Linked DNA regions of Mus musculus: region 2 is linked to region 1. A link is a contact called in public HiChIP or PLAC-seq data. All regions are on one chromosome and are shown on one strand. The core of a region is the stretch at or near the end of the contact, and the rest is flanking DNA. Distances in the headings are between cores, read along the strand shown.

Region 1 (6,014 bases), core at 2,374-4,873:
CCAAACTCACAGTGATATGAAACAATTAAATGCAAAAATTCAATATTTATTTATTCTCAAATGTACACACACATTTACAGAAAGTAGTTTCTCTCTCTCTCTCTCGCTCTCGCTCTCTCTTTTGAGACAGGAACTTGCTATGTAGCCCAGGCTGGCTTTGAACTTGGGATCCTCTTGGCTCAGTTTTCCAAGTTCAGGGGTTCCAGGTGTGCCCCCAATGTCTGATTACCAGCACTGTCTTAGGCTGAAAGCACCCATGCATCGCAGTAAGGTAGCGCGCAGAAGCCTCCGTAAGCCTCACACTGGCGCTCCTGGGAAATGCTGCTGTCTTTGCTCCAAAACTTGCTGATTTAGTAGCTGCTGCTGCTTCTGTAAAAACTGGACAACTTCTGGACTTCTTAGTAATGACTTAAAAAGAAAAGAGTTTTGGAAAAGGGTTATTAATAAAATGCTCTATCTGTTTTTGGTTTAAGAACAGGTCATACACCATAGACAGGCAGGCTTTGAGCTCACAGCAATGCTCCTGGTCTGCCCAAGTCTTTCAAGTGTGGGGATGCTTTTATAACAAAGTATCAGCCATGCTGACCAGCCTTTTATATCTGATGTACTTATTTCTCCAATAAAATAAGTTGAAAATTAGCATTGTCTTTGTTTACATTCTTGTATTGTCAAAGTTAAAATCTTTTCTTTGTGATTCTTTAATATAATAAAACCTCATTGTAGAAGTTTGAGATAAAATCTAAATTAATTTTAAAAAATCTAATATTCTGCCAAAAAACTTACATATAAAGTATATCATGAGTTAAAGTCTCTCTCTCTTCTTCAAATTACCATCCAAATATTCCAATATCTTATAAAACAGTTGCCCCTTTCCCGATTGACTTTTGGTAATTTCTATCAGTTGTATATTAGAGACCCTTATAAACTATTAGTAGTTGTATCTCAGTGCCTTTACAGTACTATTCCGTGTACTTAGAGTCTGTTTTAAAAATCTCATCTTGCTCAGTCAAAGGTCAGTCAGTGAAGAAAACAGGGCTAAAGGTGTTCCTTCCACTGCAGTCCAGGAAGGGGTAGGAGGGGTAGGGTGTGAGGTTCATTGTGTCCAGTGACACAATGCAGTTCTGGAAAAACAGTTCCACTGAAAACAAGCGGTTTTCACTAACAGATCTACAACCACTCAACAAGCACTTACCAGTCTTTTCTGATTTAACACTTGCTCTAGAAGAGTAGGTCTTGCAGGGCGATCACCAAAGGATCCTGTTCTCTGTTTGACAATGGAGAGTATGTTGTCTGTGCTTTCCTGGGATCAAAGATAAACATTTAATACGGTGTTGTAATCCACAACAGCAGGTATTTCAGTGATAATGAACATCTCTCTCTTTGATCTTTCTCCTTTTTTAGGTTCAGGTTCTGTGGAACTTTAGGAAGGCCTGTAGATAAGTCACAGGTACTGGCAGTCATTTCTAAGTAAATGCCCTCCTCCCTGCAGGCACCCTCCTCCCTGCAGGCTTCCCAATCTAGGATCTGCAGTCTCTTGCAAGGTCTCAAACTGAAGCTATTTGGGCAGAGGGGAAGTTTAAATACCTGTGGCCTGTTTTCACTGTTGCAAGAGAATGACAAGTGACACCGAAATCTCACACGGAGCAATCTTTAGTCCAAACAGTCTGCCTGCTTTTGGACAAAATAAATTAACTCAGAGGCAATCTACTGCTAATGAGATACTGGATTCATACCTGATTCACACCCACAAGAAGAGAGAGGCAGTAAAATACTGGTTACAGAAGCAAACAGCTTTCAGAGTAAACTGGGTGGAAGGGGCTAGAAATCACAGCTAAGAGGCCACCACTACAGAGCCAACAGGCAAATTCTGCAACAGCAACCTGTCCCCGAGACACTGAATCCCATTTCAAATTAGTAATGCTTAATCCCATATATGAATGAATCTAAACACTGAACTTCTCCTCACATAAAAGAATGCTGCTGAAGTTAAGTGAAACACTCTGCCTCTGGGAAAGCTTTGGCCTTTTATCTACTGGCTTCCGAGTTGTCTATTAAAACATCCGCGTCGCACCTTTATCGTGAGATGCTTAGCAAACTTTTGTTATAAGAAGGTTTCCATACATACATGTTTTAGGTCTCAAAATATTAAAAACTCTAAAAGAGGATTCTAGTATCACAAAAGCGAAGATTTTTTTCTTCTTCTAACTCTCCCCAGTTACCCTATTTATAGGACCGCTTCCTTTACATACACAGTACATGGAATGCTATAGCTGACTTGACTGTAGAGAACCTTATGTCTTCACAACTCCAGGCCTTGCACTGTGTAGGTAGGATAATGCTAATACCACAAAAATCAGACGTTTATAGTAGCAATAATTTTGAGTCATCTAGGCCAAACTTCCACAAATGTTAGAAGTTCCCCTTCAAAAGGAACTTCTGTGGTAAGGAGTCTTTCTACTTTTTACGGGTTTTGTTTTGTTTTTTAAACAGCTCTAATACTTAGGTGGACTTTGCTGGGTCTGAGCTGAAATGCACACCACTTATAATTTTCACCTAACCAAAATAAATCCGAAGAAACACTAATTGGGCATTATCTTAAGGGCAAAAGACGAGGGAGCCGAGACTTAAGGGAGATGAATAATGGACCTAAATACAGACAGCTAGCAGCAGAAGCCCAATTGCAGGGCACTGGCGTCTCTCTTCCAAGCTTGACTTGAATCAAGCAACCGAGCAACGCCCATGTGTGCTGTAAGTTACTACCCCACTGTCAATCCAACTTTTCTCAGGGGCCAGGGAGTCTAAGAAAAAAAAACAAAGTCACCAAAGTTACAGAAAACCAACAGGGTGTGTCAATGTGCCGGATGCCTCGGGGTAGACACTGGGAAGGGTTTACTAAGGAGAGGTGTAGATCACCTCCAAAGTGCCCATGTCAGCTGGAGCAGAGGATGAGCCCTTGGGGAGACCCTGAGTGTGTACCAAGTAGGTTGGCACCCATCTGCCCTGGCCCCGGGGCCCCGAGGAGCAAGCATACCTCCAGTTTGACGTTGCCTGTGCTGGCCGCGGACGGGCCGCCAGAGCCCAGTGCCTGGTCGCTCTTCTTCTTCTTGTACTTGTCCTTGTACATCTTGTTGCGGTGCTTCTTGCACATCCAGGGCTTGCGCTGCTTGGCCACCTGGCTGGTGGTCTCGCGGCAGCCCTCGTACGTGCAGGTCTTGGAGCCTCGCCTGCGCGCTGCGCCGCCACCCTCCGCGTCCTCGTCCTCCAGCTCCTCCGGGCTGGCCGCACTCTCGCCGCCGCCCGCCGGGTCCGATGTGTCCAGCAGGTCGGCGTCGTCGTCCCCCGCCTCGTCCTCGGCGTCTGCCGCCGCCTCACTCCCCGCCAGGCCCGGCCTCAGAGCGCCGTCCGCCTCGGCCTCGTCCTGCCGCATCACCAGCACCGTCACCGGAGGGGCCGTCCGGGGACTGGCGGTGCTCGGCCCCGAGCCCTCGGGCACAGCCTGCGCCTCCGTGCTGCCGCCCGAGCCCGGGTCCGCCACCGCGGCCCGTCAGCTCTTGAGAAACACAACCGTACTCGACAAGCGGCAGCCCGCCGCACGTCCCGGAGCCGAACCGCCAGCACTGCACTGCGCGTGCGCCGTAGCGGTCCGCGAGCCTCTGCTTGGGAACGGCGAGAGGGGCGGGGTTGAGCAGGTGCGAGACAGAACCGACTGCGCCTGCGCGGCGGCCATCCGCAAGCGATTCCTAGGTGCAGGCTGACCAAGAACCCGGCTGACAGCCGGTCGTGGTGGCGCATGCCTTTAATCCCAGCACTCGGGAGGCAGAGGCAGGCAAATTTCTGAGTTCGAGGCCAGCCTGGTCTACAAAGTGAGTTCCAGGACAGCCAGGGCTACACAGAGAAACCCTGTCTCCTTCCAGGCGGGGCGGAGCGGCTGACAGAAGTCCCGATTGCGCATGCGCAGCTGTCCTCCGCTCGCCTGGCGCTCACCAGTTGGAAAGACTGGAGAATGGAGACTGGAGGACGGCCAGGAGACACTTTCTGCCTGGACCCATCCTCCCTGACGGGTTCAAAACGCGTCTCTCCTGGAACGTCTCTGGATAGATTAGGTTCCCGAGAGGCCTGAAGAGGAGTTTGAAACAACTCGAGGAGGAAACGGTTTATTTGGCTAATGCATCCCAGTCAAGTCCCATGGGGACATGGAGGAAAGCTTGCTCACAAGCTCTGGTTCGCCTTAGGGTTTCTACCCAGTGCGGACGCTCCTGCCTTTTCTGACATTCCCAGTAATGAGATTGTTGACTCATGTGACAGTTCTGTTTTTATTTTCCCCACAAGCTGCTCTCTGTCTTCCATAGTGGGTGCTCGGGTTGGCGTTCACACTAGCAGTGTAGGAGAGGTCCCTTTTCCCGTATTCCCCCAACCCCCGCCAGTGCTCGATAGATATCTTATCTCTGATAATAACCGTTTCATCTGGGATGAGATAGATAACACTGTTCTTCAGGATTAGGGATGTATATTACATACACCTGTTGGTCTTTGCATGCTTTCCTTTGTGAACCAACTACATCGCCCATTTCAATAGGATTATTAGGTTATTATTATTGTTATTACTTATTTTTATTACGTTTGTTTGAATTCTTTTCTTTCTTTTTTGTTTGTTTTTGTTTTTTTGAGACAGACAGGGTTTCTCTGTATAGCCCTGGCTGTGCTGGAACTCACTCTGTAGACCAGGCTGGCCTCGAACTCAGAAATCCACTCAGAAATCCACCTGCCTCTGCCTTCCCAGTGCTGGGATTAAAGGCGTGCGCCACCACGCCCAGCCTTTGTTTGAATTCTTTATTTGTTTGTTTATTTATTTATTATATGCAAGTACACTGTAGCTGTCCTCAGACACTCCAGAAGAGGGAGTCAGATCTCCTTACGGATGGTTGTGAGCCACTATGTGGTACCTTTGGAAGAGCCGTCGGGTGCTCTTACCCACTGAGCCATCTCACCAGCAGACATTCTGATGTTAACTACTCATCAAATGTAGCTTGCAAACATTCTCTCCCATCTTCGACACGGTGGGAAGCATGGCAGTGTCCATGGTGCTGGAGAAGCGGAGAGTTCTACATCTTGTTCTAGGGCACACAGAAGACTCCCAGGCAGCTAGAAGAGTCTCAAAACCCAACCCCAAAGTGATGCACTTCCTCCAACAAGGCCACACCTTCTCCCACATAGCCACACCTCCCAGTAGTGCCATTCCCTGGGCCAAGCACAGTGAAACAACCACATGCACTAATCTTAGAGCTCACTGATTGGTTAGTTTGACAAACTCTGTAAATCCAGCAGTAGAACCTGCCCCATTCCTAGGGTTGCAGACATGTATGACCATGGTGGGCTTCCGAATGGGTGCTGGGATGAAATTGTGGTCCTCATTCTTGGAAGGCAGCATGTTACCCATTAAGCTTTCTCTCCAGTTCTCTCTCTCTCTCTCTCTCTCTCTCTCTCTCTCTCTCTCTCTCTCTCCCTCCCTCCCTCCCTCCCTCCCTCCCTCCCTCCCTCCCTCTCTCCCTCCCTCCATGTTTCTCTCTGTCTCTTTCTTAGTGAGGTCTTGGGAATAAAATGTATGTTATAATGCTTGCAAGGTAAACTCTTGAGCAAGGAAGCCACCTCTCCATCTTACTGTCACAGATTTTTACACAACTCTGTTTTATCTATCACGCACCTAGTTTATAAGATTACCTTTATCCTAGTATTGTTACAAAAAGGCTTCATTTTTTGTACCACTTACATTTATCTTTGATTGCAGGGTAATTCTGGATTTATGCCATTTAACTTTTTTTTTTTAAATCAAACTTGTTTATTGTTGCTTTTTGCCATCTGGTAGCATTTTACACACAGGCTTCGATCTTCAGAATACCCTGGATTCAGTAGAAAAACCTTTTAAATGAAGTTTTTTACAATAGAAACTTCTCAGCAGTCAAAATTTGGACTGTAAAAAAATACATGCAAAACATACTTTTCTGAAAACACTTAAC
Region 2 (6,014 bases), core at 2,363-4,862, 430 kb after region 1:
ATACATATACATATACATATACATATACATATACATATACATATACATATACATATACATACATACATATGGATATAGATACAGATACAGATATACACACACAGAGTCAGTTTTTGGATCAATTCCTTCTTGTAAAGGGGAATAGTGCCAATTTAAAACATGTTTTGAGCCAGACTTGGTGGCACATTTCCAGGGGGGGCGGTGTCAGGCAGATCTCTCTGAGTTTGAGGTCATCCTAGTCTGTATGTGAGTTTCAGGCCAGACAAGGTTACATAGCGAGACCCTGTAACAGATACACTTGCCACATTTATCTCTCTAAGGCATAGGAACCAGTGATGAAGAGAGGGTAGACAGATGCCGAGAGCCAGAGCTGGTGATACTACAGGGAAACTGTTCTCTGGACACAAAATGATGGCTGCCCACATGAACTCACAGTGATCTGTGGGAGAATGCACACGACCCATGAAAAACTCAGGACAGACAAAAATCCCAATACAGGGAAGTGGGCACAAAACAATCCCACTCTGGCTGGGGATCTGGGGCATCCTCTGCTGGAAAAGAGTCAGTGTTCGTTTGTTTGGTTATTTAAACTGTGTGTGACCCTGGTAGGTAAATGACATTATAGGGCAGACCCTATTCCCAAGAGTAGCTGGGTAACACAAAGTGGACTGGTGTTGTGTGACAAGACACATTTGGGAGACACAACACCCACATCTACTTACCCCAGATTGGGAACCCACAGCAGACCAATGTATGGATACTCCAAAGTCTAACTTGGTGACCGACTGAGTTTTATTGGGTTACTTGCAGGAGTAGAAATGACTCAAAGACAGTTGCATCACCAAGGCTCACCCAGCATAGGTGAGGGCTCAAAAAGTGTAGGAAAACCGAAGTACCTTGCACAGCCTGCAGGCAGCTCAGCTGGGTAGACAATGTTCACTCCAAGTGCCCCTGACCTAACCTCTTTCTGGCAGGGGCTCTGGTCTCAGAGTCCTCTTTGCAGCTTGTCTCGTCTGAGAAGGACTCTCAGCTGTTCTAGATTACCCTGGCAGGGAGAAGTTGGTAAATCTGGTTGGTTTCAGGGCTTTCTGCAGCTATTTTGGGTCACTTTACCTACCAGCTTCAGGAGCTTCCTGGAGGATGGGATGTTTCAATCTTGAAGGAAGATGTTACATAACAGCTTAGTGGTTTTAAAAGAAAACATGAAGCTGAATAGTAGGGAGGTGAGGGCCAATTTAGAAGAAATTAGGGCAGGGGGTAAATATGATCAAAATACATTTTATGAAATTCTCAGAGAATAAAATATGAATTGTATCCTCTAAAGACTTAAGCTGCCTTGGGACAACTTTGGACGTTCGTCTAGTCAGGTTCCTGGTGCGGTTTACCCAGAATGCTTTTCTGCTACGTTACGGCCATAGCTTGGTGGCCATGGTATTGTTGAGGGCATTCATCCACTTACTTGTTACTTGTAGTTTTAGGAGAAGGTAAAATGTCTAGAGATATTCCCATTTAAAAAGTCATCTATGATCTTGTTTCTTTTATTACATTATTTTCATTTTTCAAGTAAACACCCTAGTGTTGGGAATTCTCAAAAAAAAAAAAAAAACAAACAAAAAAACAAAAACCCAACTTGTTCTAAATACTGCCATTTTGTTTTTAGACTCCCATTTAACCACAGGGGCAAACTAAATTCAAGGTTCTAGGCTCTAGGGGAACTGGGGACTTCCCAATAGCTGAACAGCTTCTATTGAAAGGATACACTTGTCTGAATCCAAATATCTCAGGAGACAGTTGTCTGAATTCAGATATTTCAAGGACAACTCCATCTTGCTATCTGGGTTAACCTAAGGTAATATTCCCAGACCCAAGAGCCTACTCCTATACTAATTGGTGAAAAACTGTAATAATAACTTGGCGTAGGTGTTTATGAGATGTGAGCTTAAATATCCTGTGATATTCTGGCTCTTTGCTTCAGTTCAGCTCCTGAGTCTTTTCTGAGGTCCTGATTGACCAGTAGCAACTTGATTACAATACATTTTTGTCTTCTTCATTGACCTGGTGTTTGAGTTATGATGGATTTAAGCAGACCCTGTAACACTAGGACCATGGTAAGATACGGTTAAGTCATATAAAATGCTTAATAAATTACCTCGAGGAGGCTGGAGAGATGGCTCAGTGGGTAGGAGCTCTTGTTACATTTGCAGAGGACCTGGGTTCAGTTCCCAGCACCCACACAGTGGCTTACAAACACCTGCAACTCCAGCTCTAGGGGATACCACATCCTCTCCTGGTCTCCAGGAGCACTGCACACATGTGCTATGCATACATACATGTAGGCAAACATTCATACACATAAAATTGAGATAAATAAGTCATTTATAAAATGAAATGACCTTGACAGCATGTCCACTGGGGGGAGGTTCGAGGTAGGATCTCTATTAGTCACACACTTGGAAGAAATCACTGGGGACTTCTCACTGGCAAGATAAGTGGAGGTCTTGATTTCTGGTCTCAATGAAACAGACTTGTTTGGTGTCCATCTCTTGGCTTAGCTCTGAGCCTTACTTTTGCACTAGAATTTGAAGAAGCAGAGCGTGGGACTTTGCATCTAGTTAATTTGGTGAGTGCATTCTACACTCATCTCTGGCCTCTTGAGTAGCTCAGAAGTAGATATCTCATCATTTATTGAATATGTAATACATATCCCAGTTGGCTGCATTTTCTAACAAAGGGTAATCAGCATGAACAGAATACTTCAGGAGAATTTCAGAATAACTTTTAGTAACAATAAATAGTAAAATACATAACTGGACCCAGTGGGCAGAAAAAATTAATTTTGTGTTTTTTATTGAGCAGCCCAGAGTCAGTAAGACAAACAAATACATATATTGGCATGTGTCTATGTATTGTCTAATGACTTTTAAATATATATATTTAGGCTGCATACTGAGCCATGCAAATGTTTCAGAGATACCTGGGATGGGGTCCCAGTCCCCAGAATTGTATCCAGTGGAAGCTGTGAACATCTGGGTTCTGAGAACATTCTTGTTCGGGGAGGGAAGGCTTGTGTAAGCTTATGGGACTTTCCACCCTGACAGACTGCCAGTCTTGCAGCCAAGAGGCCTCCAAGAGCAGTCTAAGTGTGGCCTTAAGTTATCAAAAGCTTATTGTGAAATAAAGCCCTAAGCAGGAGGCCACCATCTCAACAGTGACTCATGTCTTGGGGTCAATCGCGAATGACGAGTGGAACGTGGCCCTCCCCAAGTAGGGAGACTGAGGATTACTTTACATTGCTTAGTTTGAAGGGTCCAGATCTGGTCTCCCAGGACAGTTCAGAAAAAGCAGTTTTGAGGGGCAATCCTACTGGCTTCCCTATTCCTGGGAAGGGCGTGTCAAACCACAATGCCAAATGAAAAGATGTAGGGGTGTGTGGGTAGGTGGGTGAGTTCCTCTGGTCTCCTTTGATGAAGGCGACCTCAATACTGGACCACTTCTCTGCCCAGCACATGACCTGCTTCAGATTCATCTCTATCGATATTCTTTCTCAGTTCCCTGAGCCACCAACCAATCTGCCCCCATCCTCTGGCAAGTCCTTCTAGCGACTGGGGAGGCTTGGGAGCGGAGGGGTGTCCAGGCAATCCAGATTACCAAGACCATTGCAACCAGAAGCCTGGCTAGAGGAGGGAGGACCCTGGACTCAGCCACGGTGGGCGCGCCCTGCCAAGGAGGGCGGAGGGCGGAGCAGGAGAAGGAGGGAGAAGGGAGGGCATGTGAGCGAGTGAGACACAAGAAAAGCTTGCGCGCCACCGCCCTCCTCGGGAGAGAGGCTGGAGTGAGGCTGAGCGGAGAACCGCATTTCAATGAGGACCAGCTCCAGCGCATCAGTGCACTAGCGGTCGCAGCTTCCAGACGCTCGTGCTCCGCAGCCCCAGCCGCGCCCAGCCCGGCGAGGACAGCTCCAGCAGCCGGCCACAGACAACCCAGCCTCCACCCGCGACCGGTGCGTGCTTTGCCTGGGCTGGGGAAGGTGCGGGCAGGCCCCGTGGTGCCGTCTGACCGCAGCCCTGGAAGCCCTGGCCAGGATGGACCCCACTGGGCAGCAGCCGCCCCGCCCGCCGTTCCTCGAAAGACGGCTGCTCTGGGCTGGCTAGTTTGGTCCGGCCAGGAAGCGTTGTGTGCCCGCGGCCCCAGGGTTGCTGGCTCCTGCCTCTTTTGTCTGGTGCCACCGGCTTTAAATAGGGAGTCTGGCGGGTTGGGCCCTCCAAGGCTTTCCATCCCCTTGTTGTTGGAGATAGAGAGCCGCGGAGGAGCTGGGAGAGGCGCTTGTCATTGTCAGGATTGACTGTGGAGCTAGGACCAAGTGGGCAAGGAAGGAGTGGCTGGGCCTGGCCTCTTATTGTGTGCATGCTTTCCCGAGTGCCCAGGAGGGTGGCATGTGCCTGGTGATGGGGGCTGCAGTGTAGGCGTTGCAAGTACCTTTTTGCATGGTCTCAAGTTCCTCTGGGGACAGCCAGGAAGCCTTGTGTACGAATTAGTACCTGCAGTGCTAAAAGCATGCAGAGAGGAAAAGACATTTTCCTCCTAGGGGGAGCGCACACACAGCGCCGCATTGCCCCACAAAAGAGGCTGCTTTTGAAAATCAGGTTTCTGAGGCATCGCCACTGGATTTGGCAAGGAAATCCTTGTGGGTGAGAGAAGTAACAAGAAGATTTCATTCAAACAGGGCTCCCTCTCTGACTGCACCTGTGAATGTGTGCCCAGGTTACTGTGCACGCGCGCTCAGCTGCCACACTGCAGGGTGTTCCGAAGGGGGCGGGGGGGGGGTGGGGAACGACCGTGTCATGACTGTTCCTAAATATATCGCCTTTCAATGGGAAAGGAAAGTAGGGCAGCGTTTTAGGTATGGAATGTTTCATGAATGCAGGTTAGGAGGGATTTCAAGAGAGGTTATATGTAAGAACATTTAAAAGATGTTCCCACATCCTGTGATGTGCTGGCTTGGGTGGTGCGTGCACTCCGGAGAAACACATGCATGTCTTTTATTCCATACCTCTCTATCCACCTGAATCCTAATCCAACTGCTAAAATATGCTTTGGGATTTCCATGTGTGATGGCGTGGATTTATGCTAGACGTGTGTGTGTGTGTGTGTGTGTGTGTGTGTGTGTGTGTGTGTGTGTGTGTTTCTAAAATTGATGAAATGGGAGCTCATTCACAGAAAGGTGAATATAATATTCCTTAGAATGGTGAGAAACCCCACAACGAGCAACACTGCTTCTCTGGCTTTGTAATATTTGTAGAGTATGATAAAAGTCCATGCTCTTCCCCACCCACAGTTTGTAGTCTCTGTGGCTGAGGGCTCTGAGCACCTTCTTGGTGCCCACATTTGTATCCAGAGACTTCTATCCTCCCATGCTCTGCAAATGCTGGCCAAGTGTGTTCTAGCTAGCTTCCTGTATAGGAAGTGTGAACCTGTGGGAGCCCGGAGAATTTTCTTCTAGAGTTCTTAGTTCACATGTGTGACTAAGACTCTGAAAGCCGAGCCAGCAGAGGCGAGGGGAGGGCACCTGTTTTCATTCCACACATGATTCCCAGAAGACTGAAGTGTGCGCAGCGGGCCTTGGCTTTCAGTTAGTGGAAGCTGTGGGGTTGGCAGTTATTTCACTTCGAGCATAGCTCTGCCATGCTGGTCCCATCACTGCCTGCTCATGGGTGGGGAGCAGGGAATGTAATGCCTGCCCTGGGTGAACCTGTTACTAAAATGAGCAAAACCTTCTGTTTTAAATAGATTTTCTATCATTTAGTGTGGAATCTTGATCCTAAAAGCATTCCCAGTTTGAATTGCTGCCAAAACTTTTTTTTTTTTTTTTTTTGGATTTTGCCAATTGTGAACCACTGAAGACCCTTGGAAGTTGATGTCTGCCATTTCTGGTCACATAACAGTGTCACTCTTTTGCTAGGTTCCTCCTTATTTCCTTTTTGCATAAGTCAACTTTGGAGGAAGCCCCTAGGAAT

What was found. HiChIP or PLAC-seq counts read pairs in DNA pulled down with a chosen protein or histone mark.
Region 2: a contact with region 1 is called in an HNF4G HiChIP or PLAC-seq map of pancreatic cancer cells. The contact joins the promoter of Dclk1 here to the promoter of Rfxap in region 1. A contact is called at or near these places in 5 of 39 promoter capture datasets (the 3T3-L1 cell line, cranial neural crest, hippocampal neurons and 2 more), 1 of 484 Hi-C or Micro-C datasets (cerebellar granule neurons) and 1 of 115 datasets of contacts at active chromatin or transcription factors (pancreatic cancer cells).

The regions. Positions count from the first base shown.
Region 1 is chr3:54,804,168-54,810,181 of GRCm38.p6, forward strand. Rfxap (regulatory factor X-associated protein) reads right to left here and starts at 3,624. Exons shown (of 3, transcript NM_133231.2): 1 at 3,032-3,624; 2 at 1,193-1,300; 3 at 1-408. The coding sequence starts at 3,508. The coding sequence ends at 298. It also overlaps the pseudogene Gm10254.
Region 2 is chr3:55,238,752-55,244,765 of GRCm38.p6, forward strand. Dclk1 (doublecortin-like kinase 1) reads left to right here and starts at 3,613. Exons shown (of 17, transcript NM_001195538.2): 1 at 3,613-4,000.